Regions from separate parts of the Pan troglodytes genome. Here region 2 is linked to region 1. Evidence: chromatin contacts called from public HiChIP or PLAC-seq data. All regions are on one chromosome and are shown on one strand. The core of a region is the stretch at or near the end of the contact, and the rest is flanking DNA. Distances in the headings are between cores, read along the strand shown.

Region 1 (5,810 bases), core at 1,057-3,556:
ACAGTAAAGACAGAATTGGCTTAAGAAATACATAGTCCAGCTGTGAAGTTTCTTGTTTGAATCACCTTTCTGAATTGTTGTATGAAAAAAGGTAAATAGTATATGAGGAAAATAAATAAGTTATGAATATTAAATCAACATGAACAAATAGTAAGTTGTACTTGTTAAAATTGTCATAAACTTCTGACCCCTATCAAATTAAATTTAAATAATTAAGTCAAATATGAATAGACAGGGATCATATGGGAGAGTGTAGTCTGGATCCCAAATTTGTACAATAAAAGAGAACCGCTAGAAAATCATTTTGAGCAAGGGACTGATAGGTGTTACCTGAGAAATAAAAGCCCTAGCCCCTGCCTTCCGACTGCTTACATTCTGGTTGAAGACATAGAATGCACAACCTTAAAAAGAATGTGCCATCTTAGAATGCACAACCCATGTTGGAAGCCGGAGAGCTCAGGCAGTCAGGATGGGCAGGAGCTGGAATCAAGGATGGCAGGACTCTGGGTAAAGCAGAGAGATGTAGAGAGGGCCCCCAGGACCGGAGCCAGCACAAGCCAAGTGTGAGATCCGGAGAGCAAAGAGTTCCAGAGAAGACTGACCCGAGAGATCTGAGGGTCTGTTTAGGAGACATTTTCTAGAACCTTCTCTTGAAAGCAATGGGGAGGCTTTGAAGGCCATTGAGAAGGGGAGGGATATGTGAATTTGTCCTGAATTCTCAGACATTTGGTTTCACTCTTTTTTTTTTTTTTAATGGAGTCTTGCTCTGTCGTCCAGGCTGGAATGCAGTGGCATGATCTTGGTTCACTGCAACCTCCACCTCCCAGGTTCAGGCGATTCTTCTGTCTCAGCCTCCCAATTAGCTGGGATTACAGGCACCCACCATCCCACCCAGCTAGTTTTTGTATTTTTAGTAGAGACAGGGTTTCATCATGTTGGCCAGGCTGGTCTCGAACTCCTGTCCTCAAGTGATCTGCCCACCTCAGCCTCCCAAAGTGCTGGGACTACAGGCGTGAGCCACCATGCCCGGCCTGGTTTCACTTTTGAGAGCATATCTAAGTCTCCATGACGCTTAGAATCATTGTTGATTTTTCTTGGTCCTCATTTAGTGTGGAGGACAAAGCTAGCTGGAAACAGACTCAGGGCCTGCAAAAAGGACAGAGGTGAGAGGGTGCAGAAGGAGACATTCTCAGGAATCTGAGTTTGCCACCACCTCCTCCTGTCAGGGAGAGAGCTAGCTCCTTTCTGTCTCTTGGAGAGGCCGTGCCCAGTGGCCAAGGTGTCATGCTGCCCATCACTCACTCACTTGCTAAGTCCTGATCATCTTTTATGAAGAGGGAAAAAATAATAGAGTAGTGTGATAAGTGCTAAGATGGCGCTTATGGAACACTGTAGACACACACAAGAGGGCGGAGTGCGATCAGAGAGTTTTCCTAGACAAAATGGCACCTAACTTGGATCTGATAACCACATGCAATGAAACTTGGTGGCACCTAAACTCAACACACACCAATTATTTCTGAAATAACAACTTCCTAAAGCCTATGAAAGGCTACGTGTAATCAGTCCCACCCTGACAAACCCAGCTTTCTGCCTAATCCTCTCTCTGTTATTCCACATGTATTTGTGGAGCATCTAATACTCAACAGGGGCTGGGCTAGGCTCAGGGCATACAGGTGAAAGATAGACACCTCCATTAGGTGCCATGGAGAAACCCAGGGTGGGGTGAGAGGGTGTATCCCAGACCATAGGGACTGGGGCAGGGAAGGCTTTGATGACTGTCTCTGCCAGACAGAGGGCTTTGAATGGACCAGCAACACCTACCTTGTTATCAAAGAGGCATTCCTTTCCATAAAGAGTTGGCTTCCCTCATTGGCTGATGGCTGCTGCTGCTAATCCAATAAGCAGTCTCAGACCCTCTTCTAGATGTAAGACCCCGGAAGGGATCAGTGATGAGACTTAATCCTCACTCTCAAGGGACATGACAAAACTGGGCATTTTTATAAGCTATGCCCTTTAGGAGGTGTTTTTTGCATATATTTTTTCACATTTGATTCTCATATCTTATTAATTTCCTGTCAAGGATGTTTCCCTTGCCCTTCCGTTATGGAAACCACGACTCAAAGTGGTCACCCGACTATTAAGGAGTGGGCACAAGATTTTAACCCAGATCTGTGCCCCTTCAGTAGCCAACCGCCTCTCCTCATGAGGCTTACAATCCCGTTTGCGGGTGGGGATGATACAAAGAAGCCCATAATACAGGTCTTTCCTAACTGATATGTTCACTCTCCTCTCCTCTTCTTTAGAAATGTTCCCGGGGACTCCCTCCACTGAGCTGGCGCACTCCTAACAGCAGCCATCAGTTTGGGGACCCCGGACAGCCCGGGGATCCCGAAGGCCGTGAGGACCAAGGACCAGGCGCTGGGGTGGGTGTGGAGGACATGGAGCCCGTGGTTTAGGCCTGAGGTGCCCATGTTGGGTGGCAGCAAGAGGCAGGGCGCGCGGGTCTGTGGCCATGCCCATGGGTGCTGCAGAACGGGGTGCGGGCCCTCAGAGTTCCGCGGCGCCATGGGCTGGCTCTGAGAAGGCGTGCACCGACCTCCTGAGAGGGGCCACACTTGTCTAGGGCGATGGCCCTTGTTAGGGAGTCATTGGAAGCCACCCTAAAGGGCGAAAAGAGGCCCTAGCAAGTCCTGGTACCCAAGAGCTGCTGCTAGCGATGTGACTTGCCCCACTGGTGGAGACGGTGCAGACCCCAAGCCGGGGCCATTCGGTGGAGGCCTCGCTCTGGGTCCAGCTCCACGCGGCACCATGAACAATAACTTCTGCCGGGCTCTGGTGGACCGGAGGCCTCTGGGGCCCCCCAGCTGCATGCAGCTGGGCGTCGTGCCCCCTCCCCGGCAGGCGCCCCTGCCCCCCGCCGAGCCCCTGGGCAACGTGCCCTTCCTGCTGTACCCGGGCCCAGCAGAGCCGCCCTACTACGACGCCTATGCGGGGGTGTTCCCCTACGTGCCCTTCCCCAGCGCCTTCGGGGTCTACGAATACCCCTTCGAGCCAGCCTTCATCCAGAAGCGCAACGAGCGCGAGAGGCAGCGAGTCAAGTGCGTCAACGAGGGCTACGCGCGCCTCCGCGGCCACCTCCCCGGCGCCCTGGCTGAGAAGCGACTCAGCAAGGTGGAGACGCTGCGCGCCGCCATCCGCTACATAAAGTACCTGCAAGAGCTGCTGAGCTCGGCCCCCGACGGCTCGACGCCCCCCGCTTCCCGCGGCCTCCCGGGCACCGGGCCCTGCCCCGCGCCGCCCGCCGCCCCCCGTCCCGACCGCCCTGGCGACGGCGAGGCCCGGGCGCCCTCCTCCCTGGTGCCGGAGTCATCCGAGTCCTCCTGCTTCTCCCGGTCGCCTTTCTTGGAGTCGGAGGAATCCTGCCATTGATCGGGCCTGTGGCCGCCCCCGGCTTGGAGGATGATCCGCCGGCCCCGTCCCACTTTCGGGAGCAGCGGGAGGCTGTTGGGTCACCCGCGATGCGCCGCAGGACGGTGACCGTAGGAGGTCCGCGGCGCTCCCGTGTCTGCGACACCCTCCCTCCTCCACCAGCTTGGGGCGGAAGTGCAGGGCAGCGGGTACGATGGGCACGATAGAGACCTAGGAGCTCCGTGGGTGAAGCGAGGGACAGGGCCTGGGACTGCTTCGGGCGTCCTGCGTCCCCTCCGGGGTGCAGAGGGGCTCCCCAGGACGGTCATCCCTGGGTCTGGCTCCCGCTCGGCCTCAGGTGGCTCTGCTCCGTCCTTCCTTGCCGCAGGCGCAGCCCAGTCTCTGCGAGTCCCCGGGATGCGAGCCCGACTTTGAGCCCTCGGTTACCATGCTACTGCTCTCCACCAGATGGCCTCAAATACTAGCGACTTCTTTGGGAGCACGCTTACTCCTCGAGAAAGGAACCCAGAGGAAGGGATGGGAGGCCAGATTGCTGCCGGCGCTCAGCCCAGACCGAACCTACAGACTCAGCAGAGGCGACCTGTGTGCCCTGGTGGCGTTCTCTGGCTTCCTGGCTTGGGAGGAGGGGTTACTCCCTCCCCGCATCCCCCCCATGAGGTCGTCTAGTTTTGTCCCAGGTTGGGTGGGGACTGTGGTTTTTTTCCCTCAGACTGTAAGCCTTGGGGGAGGGGGTGTGCATATAGGTACATAGGCACTGTGTTGGCACCAAAGAGCTAAATAAAAGGATTATTGAATTTTCTCATTCCTAGATCATTGTCTACCCTCACCCTTCCTGGTGCCCCTTTCTTATTCCCACTCCCAGCCCAGAGTACTTGCTGGGAGGGTATGTGGGGTTCGCTGTTAGCTCAGCACATTTAAGATTCAGTGTTGTTAGCTCAGGCGTTCAATGAATTTTTTTTTTTTTTTTTTTTTTGAGACAGGTTTTGCTCTGTTGCCCAGACTGGAGTGCAGTGATTCAATCCCTGCTCACTGCAACCTCCTTCTCCTGGGTTTGAGCAATTCTCCTGCCTCAGCCTCCAGAGTAGCTGGGATTATAGGTGCACACCACCACGCCCGCTAATCTTTGGTATTTTTAGTAGAATGCAGGTTTCACCATGTTGGCCATGCTGGTCTCGAATTCCTCACCTCAAGTTATCTACCTACCTTGGTTTCCCAAAGTGCTGGGATTACCGTGGCTATCCTCAATGAACTTTTCTTTTTGAGACAAGGTCTCACTCTGTCATCCAGGCTGGAGTGCAGTGGCCAGATCTTGGCTCATTGCAGCCTCAACCTCCCAGGTTCAACTGATCCTCCCACCTTGGCCCCCCTAGTAGCTGGGACTACAAACACACACCACCATACCCTGCTAATTTTTGTATTTTTTGTAGAGACAGAGTTTCACCACGTTGCCCCGACTGGTCTTGAAGTCCTGAGCTCAAGCCATTCTCCCACCTCAGCCTCCCAAAGTGTTGGGATTACAGGCGTGAGCCACCATGCTTGGCCTCAGTGAACATTTACAGGGAGCATAGTACATAGGGGGACTGTGCAGAGAAGGGGCCAGAGTCCCAGAGATAATGCACACAACCTTTGCACCTGTAGGGATGGGAGGAGGTGGGGAAGAAAGATACACAGCAGATGCTCCACAGTGAGGCAGGTGCTATGCCAGAGGTGTGCACACTCAGGGTTGTTCTGGGAGCCTTCTAGCCCACTGGAGAGGGGTTTACTGTTTCTCTGACATAGGATTGCTTGTGGGGGTGGGTTGAGGGTATGCTTGGGGAGTTTTGGCTGATGGTGCAGATACTGAGATGGGTAGGGGCTGCTGTGGAGCTGTCCTGACTTAGGCTGCCCAGTGCCTTCTCCAGACAATGTCATGGGGCTGAGGAGGGGTAAGCCTAATTTTGGCATGAGGGGGCCACTCTGCAGTTTGAGGTTCCATATCCAAGGCTACCTATTCCTGACCTCTGTTGCCCCAGGCTTGAAACCTTCCATCCTGTCTCCCTCTCCCACTGCCCCTGCTCCAACCCAGGCCTGTGTGTAAGTTCTTCCCCCCACCCACCCCACCCTCCTCAGGGGACAGATTGGGAAGTCACTGGCTGGGCTGGGTGGAATGACAGCTGCCTGGCCTCAGGAGCTCAGGCCCGGCAGCGGGGAGCCGAGTGGAGGCTAATTTTACTTGCTGGGAGCGAGGAGAGTAATCCTCCTGCCCCCACTCCTGCCCCCGCCCCCTGGCTGGCTCAGCAGGGCAGGCTCAGCCGACAGCCTCAGCCAGCCTAGTCCCCAAGGCGGGGGCATTGGGGACACAGGGAAGGGAAACCACTGGGGTGGGGGAGCAGGAGAAA
Region 2 (5,807 bases), core at 1,446-3,945, 490 kb after region 1:
AAAGAAAATTAGAAGGAAAATACAAAATACGACACATTTTAAAATACCTTTAGGTTCATGCAGTTTGTTTAACTCTTGTCCTTACTATAAAGCCATAGACATTTGAGATCCAGAAAGAATCTGTAAAAACAGTTGTACAGGGTAGTGGTACAGAGCACAGGAAATGGTGTTTAATTTCCTGAGTTCTGAACCTAACTCTGTGACCCAATAGTTGTATAATGTCAGGCAAGCTATTTAACTCCTTGGAAACCCACTTTCCCTCATGTGTAAAACAGCGATAATCATAATACCTATCTTATAAGGTTATGGAGTTAGGTTATTTATCTTGCACAAAGAAAGGACTCAATCCTTGCTGGTTATGATGATTTAATCCAGCACTTTCGTTTCACAAGCGAGGGATCTGCAGTAAGGAGACTTATCTCTGGTCTCACCATTAGGTTGAGACAGATCCTCAGCTAGAATCCAAAGTGCTCTTACCACTTTTCCACAACTTTTGCTTTGTCCTTTGCATTTTAAAATTATTAATTTCCTATTGCACCTTTTCGTTATAGACCCCAAGTGCAACTAGATACAAACACCAGGAAAATACATAACACATTTTAATAATTTAAAAATTGTGAAATTTGCTAAATTGTAATAGATTTAATCTTAGGCCGGGCGCGGTGGCTCACGCCTGTAATCCCAGCACTTTGGGAGGCTGAGGCAGGTGGATCACCTAAGGTCGAGAGTTCGAGACCAGCATGACCAACATGGAGAAACCCCGTCTCTACTAAAAATACAAAATTAGCTGGGGTTGTGGTGCACGCCTGTAATCCCATCTACTCGGGAGGCTGAGGCAGGAGAATCGCTTGAACCTGGGAGACGGACGTTGCGGTGAGCCAAGATCAAGCCATTGCACTCCAGCCTGGGCAACTAGAGCGAAACTCCGTCTCAAAAAAAAAAAAATATTTAATCTTAAGAGATCATTAATTAGCATGAGTTAATCATTTTTCTTTAAATCTTACATAATCTAGAAAGCTTCAAACGTGCCAGTTTTACTTCGACTCTTTCCACGTTTTCTTTCTGTTTGTCTCCCTCTGGTGGATTTAAAAAAATACTTGCTTTATTCTATTTATGAGCTTATTTTCCTTTTAAAATTGAAAAAGGTCTTTATGTCTTCTGTCATGTTTAATATATATTTCCAGTTACCTTACATTTTATTTTTATTATTTTGAATTATACATATGTTTAAAATTTTTATGTATTTGAGTTTGTCTGTCTTTTCTTTGACATATCTTGCTTTGTTTCCAAATTGAATGATCATTTTCCCATAGATGTCATAACTTTTTTTTTTTTTTTTTTTCTTGAGACGGAGTTTCTCTCTTGTCCCCCAGGCTGGAGTGCAATGGCGCGATCTCGGCTCACTGCAACCTCCACCTACCCGGTTCACGTGATTCTCCTGCCTCAGCCTCCTGAGTAACGTGGATTACAGGGGCCCGCCACCACGGCTGGCTAATTTTTGTATTTTTAGGAGAGACGGGGTTTCACCATGTTAGCCAGGCTGGTTTTAAACTCCTGACTGCAAGTGATCCGCCTGCCTTGGTCTCCCAAAGTGCTAAGATTACAGGCGTGAGCCACCGCACCTGGCCCTGATAAATATTATATTCTATTTTCTGATAGTTTCTTTATACCTTAATTTTAATTGAGTTTTAGAATGATTTTTAGAGTAAGATTTAGAATGAGTACTTTATCATCTGTTTGGTTGGTCTATATAATTGGAGCTACTTATGGTCTCTATCTCAGTGAATACTTCTTCAATATCTCTGCACTTTTTGCCTGTTTAAAAACATTGTTGCTTTACAATATCTATTTATCTAGTCTTTCTCATTTATCTGGTTATTTTTCAGAATGTATTTGTAATATTTTTTCAGATTTCAAAATCTTATGGGGGCTGGGTGGCGCAATGGCTCACGCCTGGCAGCTTACAAGGTCAGGAATTCGAGACCAGCCTGGCCAATATGGTGAAACCCCGTTTCTACTAAAAATACAAAAATTAGCTGGGCGTGGTGGTGCGCGCCTGTAATCCCAGCTACTCGGGAGGCTGAGGTAGGAGAATCGCTTGAACCAGGGAGGCGGAGGTTGCAGGGGCCACTGCACTCCAGCCTGGGCGGCAGAGCGAGACTCCGTCTCAAAAAAGAAAAAAAAAAATTAAAAAAAGGGAACTTTTACTGAAACGGAGTTACACTGTACGGCGGCAAGAACCTTCAAGTTCTAGTTATGCCACTGCTAATTGTCTGATCTTTCACAAGTTTAACTCTAAACCTCAGTTCCTCATCTGTAAACGAGGGATAACATTAATATTTATCTCACAAGATTTTCAGGACTGTTTAAAAATTCATATAAGACATTTAGCATATTTCCTACGTAAACGCCTTGCGTAGGAAACACTAGAAAATTTAATTATTATGATTAATTTGGGGGCAAATATCCATTTACAATGTGAAGTCTTCGATGTAATGGCTTCTTTTAGATTAAAGATCGACAAGAGTGTCACTGTCATGCTTTTCGTTTGACACCCACTTCAACGAGGGGCCCGCTGTGCCCGCGACCGCCGCCCCTTCCTCTGGTCGGATTTAAAGGGGGCCAAGCTCCACGCGTTAGCAGAACCCGAGGAGGGGCGGGAGCGTCGCCTGGGAGATGAGGGTGGGGCGAGTCTAGCCGGAGCCCAACCACCGGCACTTCCGGGGGGCGGGTGGAAGCGAAGGCGCGGCACCCGACGCGCGCCCAGCAGCCAATCAGAAGGCGGGGCGCCCATTCAAATTGCGGCCTTCTGGGGAGCCGGCGCTGGAGGTGGTGAGTGGCGTGGGGACTGTCTCGAGGGGGTCCCCAAGGTGCCGGACCCTGCGGAGGGGCGAAGTTTCGGCACTGGGGAGGGCGTGCGGACGCTTTCCCTACAGGCGACCACTGCTCTGCGGGCGGGTGGTCTTAGCTCCGGTCCCCCATTCAATTCCTCAGCATTCCAGGTCGGCGGCGAAGGGGTCCCCGAACGAAGGGCGCAAGGCAGCGTCTCTGCTGGCACCGGGAAGCCGGACTTCAGGGCCTCTCGGCCCGTGGGCTTCTCCCCGAGTCTCCCCGAGTCGGTTGGCATTAAGAGGTAATTCTTAGTCATAGCCCCTGGTAATGACTAGCAGAGAAAGAACAGAATCACCGGATGTTTTGGTTTGGATTGTGCTTATTTTCCTTGTATTCCTTCCAGTCCTCTTTAAAATCTGATGGCGAAACTCCTCAAACAGAAACCGTATTGATTTGTGCAAATCGCAAATGGTTTTTAGTTGCAAGAGAATTTCCAGAATCTTCTTTTTGCCTTTAAATTCATTTCATAACAGGAAAATTCTGTATTTTGAGTTGAAACGTTGATGGGAGATGCTTATAACCTGACGAATTTTTTTTTGTAATGACTGTTATGTAAAAATTTAAAAGCCTCATTTAAAAATTACCTTCCATTAATTTGTTCCTCGATAGCAATAATCTTTGCAATAGTTTGAACCAGTGTCATTTTACAGGTTAGAACCCGGCATGCAAATTTAAAGTCTTGTTTACATCCTTGTAAGGAGTTGGATACAAAGTTGACTAAAAGCCAGGTCTCTTAGCTGTCACTGCTGTTCCCTTTCTTTAAAACGTTAATACCTGATAGATATTGTTGCTGTATATTTACATACATCTCTGTCTAATTTGTTGTCTTACTGCTAAAGGGCAGGTTGTCTGTTTATCTAATCTTGCATGGTTTTTCTCAACACAATTAATTTACAGTACTTATCGTACTTACTGCCTGTGGTACTTGGGAATAATCTGCCTCGTGACACCAATCAATTCAATCTTCTCTATAGGCATTCCTGTATTCAGCATACATGGGCCGGACGCGGTGGCTCACGCCTGTAATCCCAGCACTTTGGGAGGCCGAGGCAGGCGGATCACAAGGTCAAGATATCGAGACCATCCTGGCCAACGTAGTGAAACCCCGTCTCTACTAAAAATACAAAAATTAGCTGGGCATGGTGGTGGGCACCTGTAGTCCCAGCTACTTGGGAGGCTAAGGCAGGAGATTTGGCTGAATACAGGAGATGGAGGTTGCAACAAGCCAAGGTCGTGCCACTGCACTCCAGCCTGGTGACAGAGCAAGACTCCGTCTCAAAAAAAATATTTTTATAAAAATAAAATAAAATAAACCTTCTTATGGAACATTGGCAAAAAAAAATACGTGTAGCAGGTATTTATAAAAATACTTTGCTCCACACTCTGATTTAGGTGCTAGGGTTTCCTTTAGTCCTTCCCATTCCCCACACTGGAAGTACTTGAAAATCTATGTTGGCATGCACTTTTTACATCTTCTAAGTCACTTGACACATTTGGCCTGATATATGGCTTATCAGTATATTTCTTCTAGACTAAAGAAATGGGAATTGTATTCTTGTCTTTGAAGTCTACAGTATCTATCAGAGGGCCTGGCACTAATGGAAACTTAGTCAATATTTGTTGAATAATGATGGTAAGTTCTCTGAGAGACTTGCCTGAAGTTGCTTGGAAGCAGTATCTGAGCTGCAGATTGTGATCTATTGTAATGTATGCCTCTGGGAATTTACTTACACAATGGGATGTTCTCTCTATATTTTTAAAGCTTGTTTGTAGTCTATGTGATCTAAATCTTTTTTTTTTTTCTTTCAGTTTAGCAGATATTTTCAGAAATGGATACATAAGAAATGGCTGGAAATCAAATGAATGTCCAAAGAAGAGCTTAGGGTCTTAGTAACATTCTTTTTTAAAATAACTGTCTGCCAAAATGTCATTACACAGTACTCATAATAGAAATAACAGCGGTGATATTCTTGATATTCCTTCTTCCCAGAATAGTTCATCACTGAATGCCCTCACCCACAGTAGCCGACTTAAGCTGCATTTGAAGTCGGATATGTCAGAATGTGAAAATGATGATCCATTATTGAGATCTGCAGGTAAAGTCAGAGACATAAATAGAACTTATGTTATTTCTGCCAGTAAAAAAACAGCAGACATGCCCCTTACCCCTAATCCTGTCGGTAGATTGGCACTTCAGAGGAGAACTACAAGGAACAAAGAATCATCTTTGCTTGTTAGTGAGTTGGAAGACACAACTGAAAAAACAGCAGAAACACGTCTTACATTACAACGTCGTGCTAAAACAGATTCTGCAGAAAAGTGGAAAACAGCTGAAATAGATTCTGTCAAAATGACACTGAATGTGGGAGGTGAAACAGAAAATAATGGTGTTTCTAAGGAAAGTAGAACAAATGTAAGGATTGTAAATAATGCTAAAAACTCTTTTGTTGCCTCTTCTGTACCTTTAGATGAAGATCCACAGGTCATTGAAATGATGGCTGATAAGAAATACAAAGAAACATTTTCTGCCCCCAATAGAGCAAATCAAAATGTTGCACTTAAGTACTCAAGTAATAGACCACCCATTGCTTCCCTGAGTCAGACTGAAGTTGTTAGATCAGGACACTTGACAACGAAACCTACTCAGAGCAAGTTGGATATCAAAGTGTTGGGAACAGGAAACTTGTATCATAGAAGTATTGGGAAGGAAATTGCAAAAACTTCAAATAAATTTGGGAGCTTAGAAAAAAGAACACCTACAAAATGTACAACAGAACACAAATTGACACCAAAGTGCAGCCTGCCTCAGCTTAAGAGCCCAGCTCCATCAATACTGAAGAATAGAATGTCTAACCTTCAAGTTAAACAAAGACCAAAAAGTTCCCTTCTTGCAAATAAACAGGAAAGGTCCGCAG

Evidence for each region. HiChIP or PLAC-seq counts read pairs in DNA pulled down with a chosen protein or histone mark.
Region 2: an H3K4me3 HiChIP or PLAC-seq map of stem cell-derived excitatory neurons shows a contact between it and region 1, with 13 times the contacts expected there. The contact joins the promoter of KIF14 here to the promoter of ASCL5 in region 1. A contact is called at or near these places in 1 of 7 Hi-C or Micro-C datasets (stem cell-derived neural progenitor cells) and 1 of 1 datasets of contacts at active chromatin or transcription factors (stem cell-derived excitatory neurons).

What each region holds. Positions count from the first base shown.
Region 1 is chr1:47,976,118-47,981,927 of NHGRI_mPanTro3-v2.0_pri, forward strand. ASCL5 (achaete-scute family bHLH transcription factor 5) reads left to right here and starts at 2,307. Exons shown (of 1, transcript XM_016935481.4): 1 at 2,307-4,240. The coding sequence starts at 2,812. The coding sequence ends at 3,432. CACNA1S (calcium voltage-gated channel subunit alpha1 S) reads left to right here and starts at 5,687. Exons shown (of 44, transcript XM_016935467.4): 1 at 5,687-5,810.
Region 2 is chr1:48,468,000-48,473,806 of NHGRI_mPanTro3-v2.0_pri, forward strand. KIF14 (kinesin family member 14) reads left to right here and starts at 2,696. Exons shown (of 31, transcript XM_054657221.2): 1 at 2,696-2,832; 2 at 2,995-3,133; 3 at 4,702-5,807. The coding sequence starts at 4,817.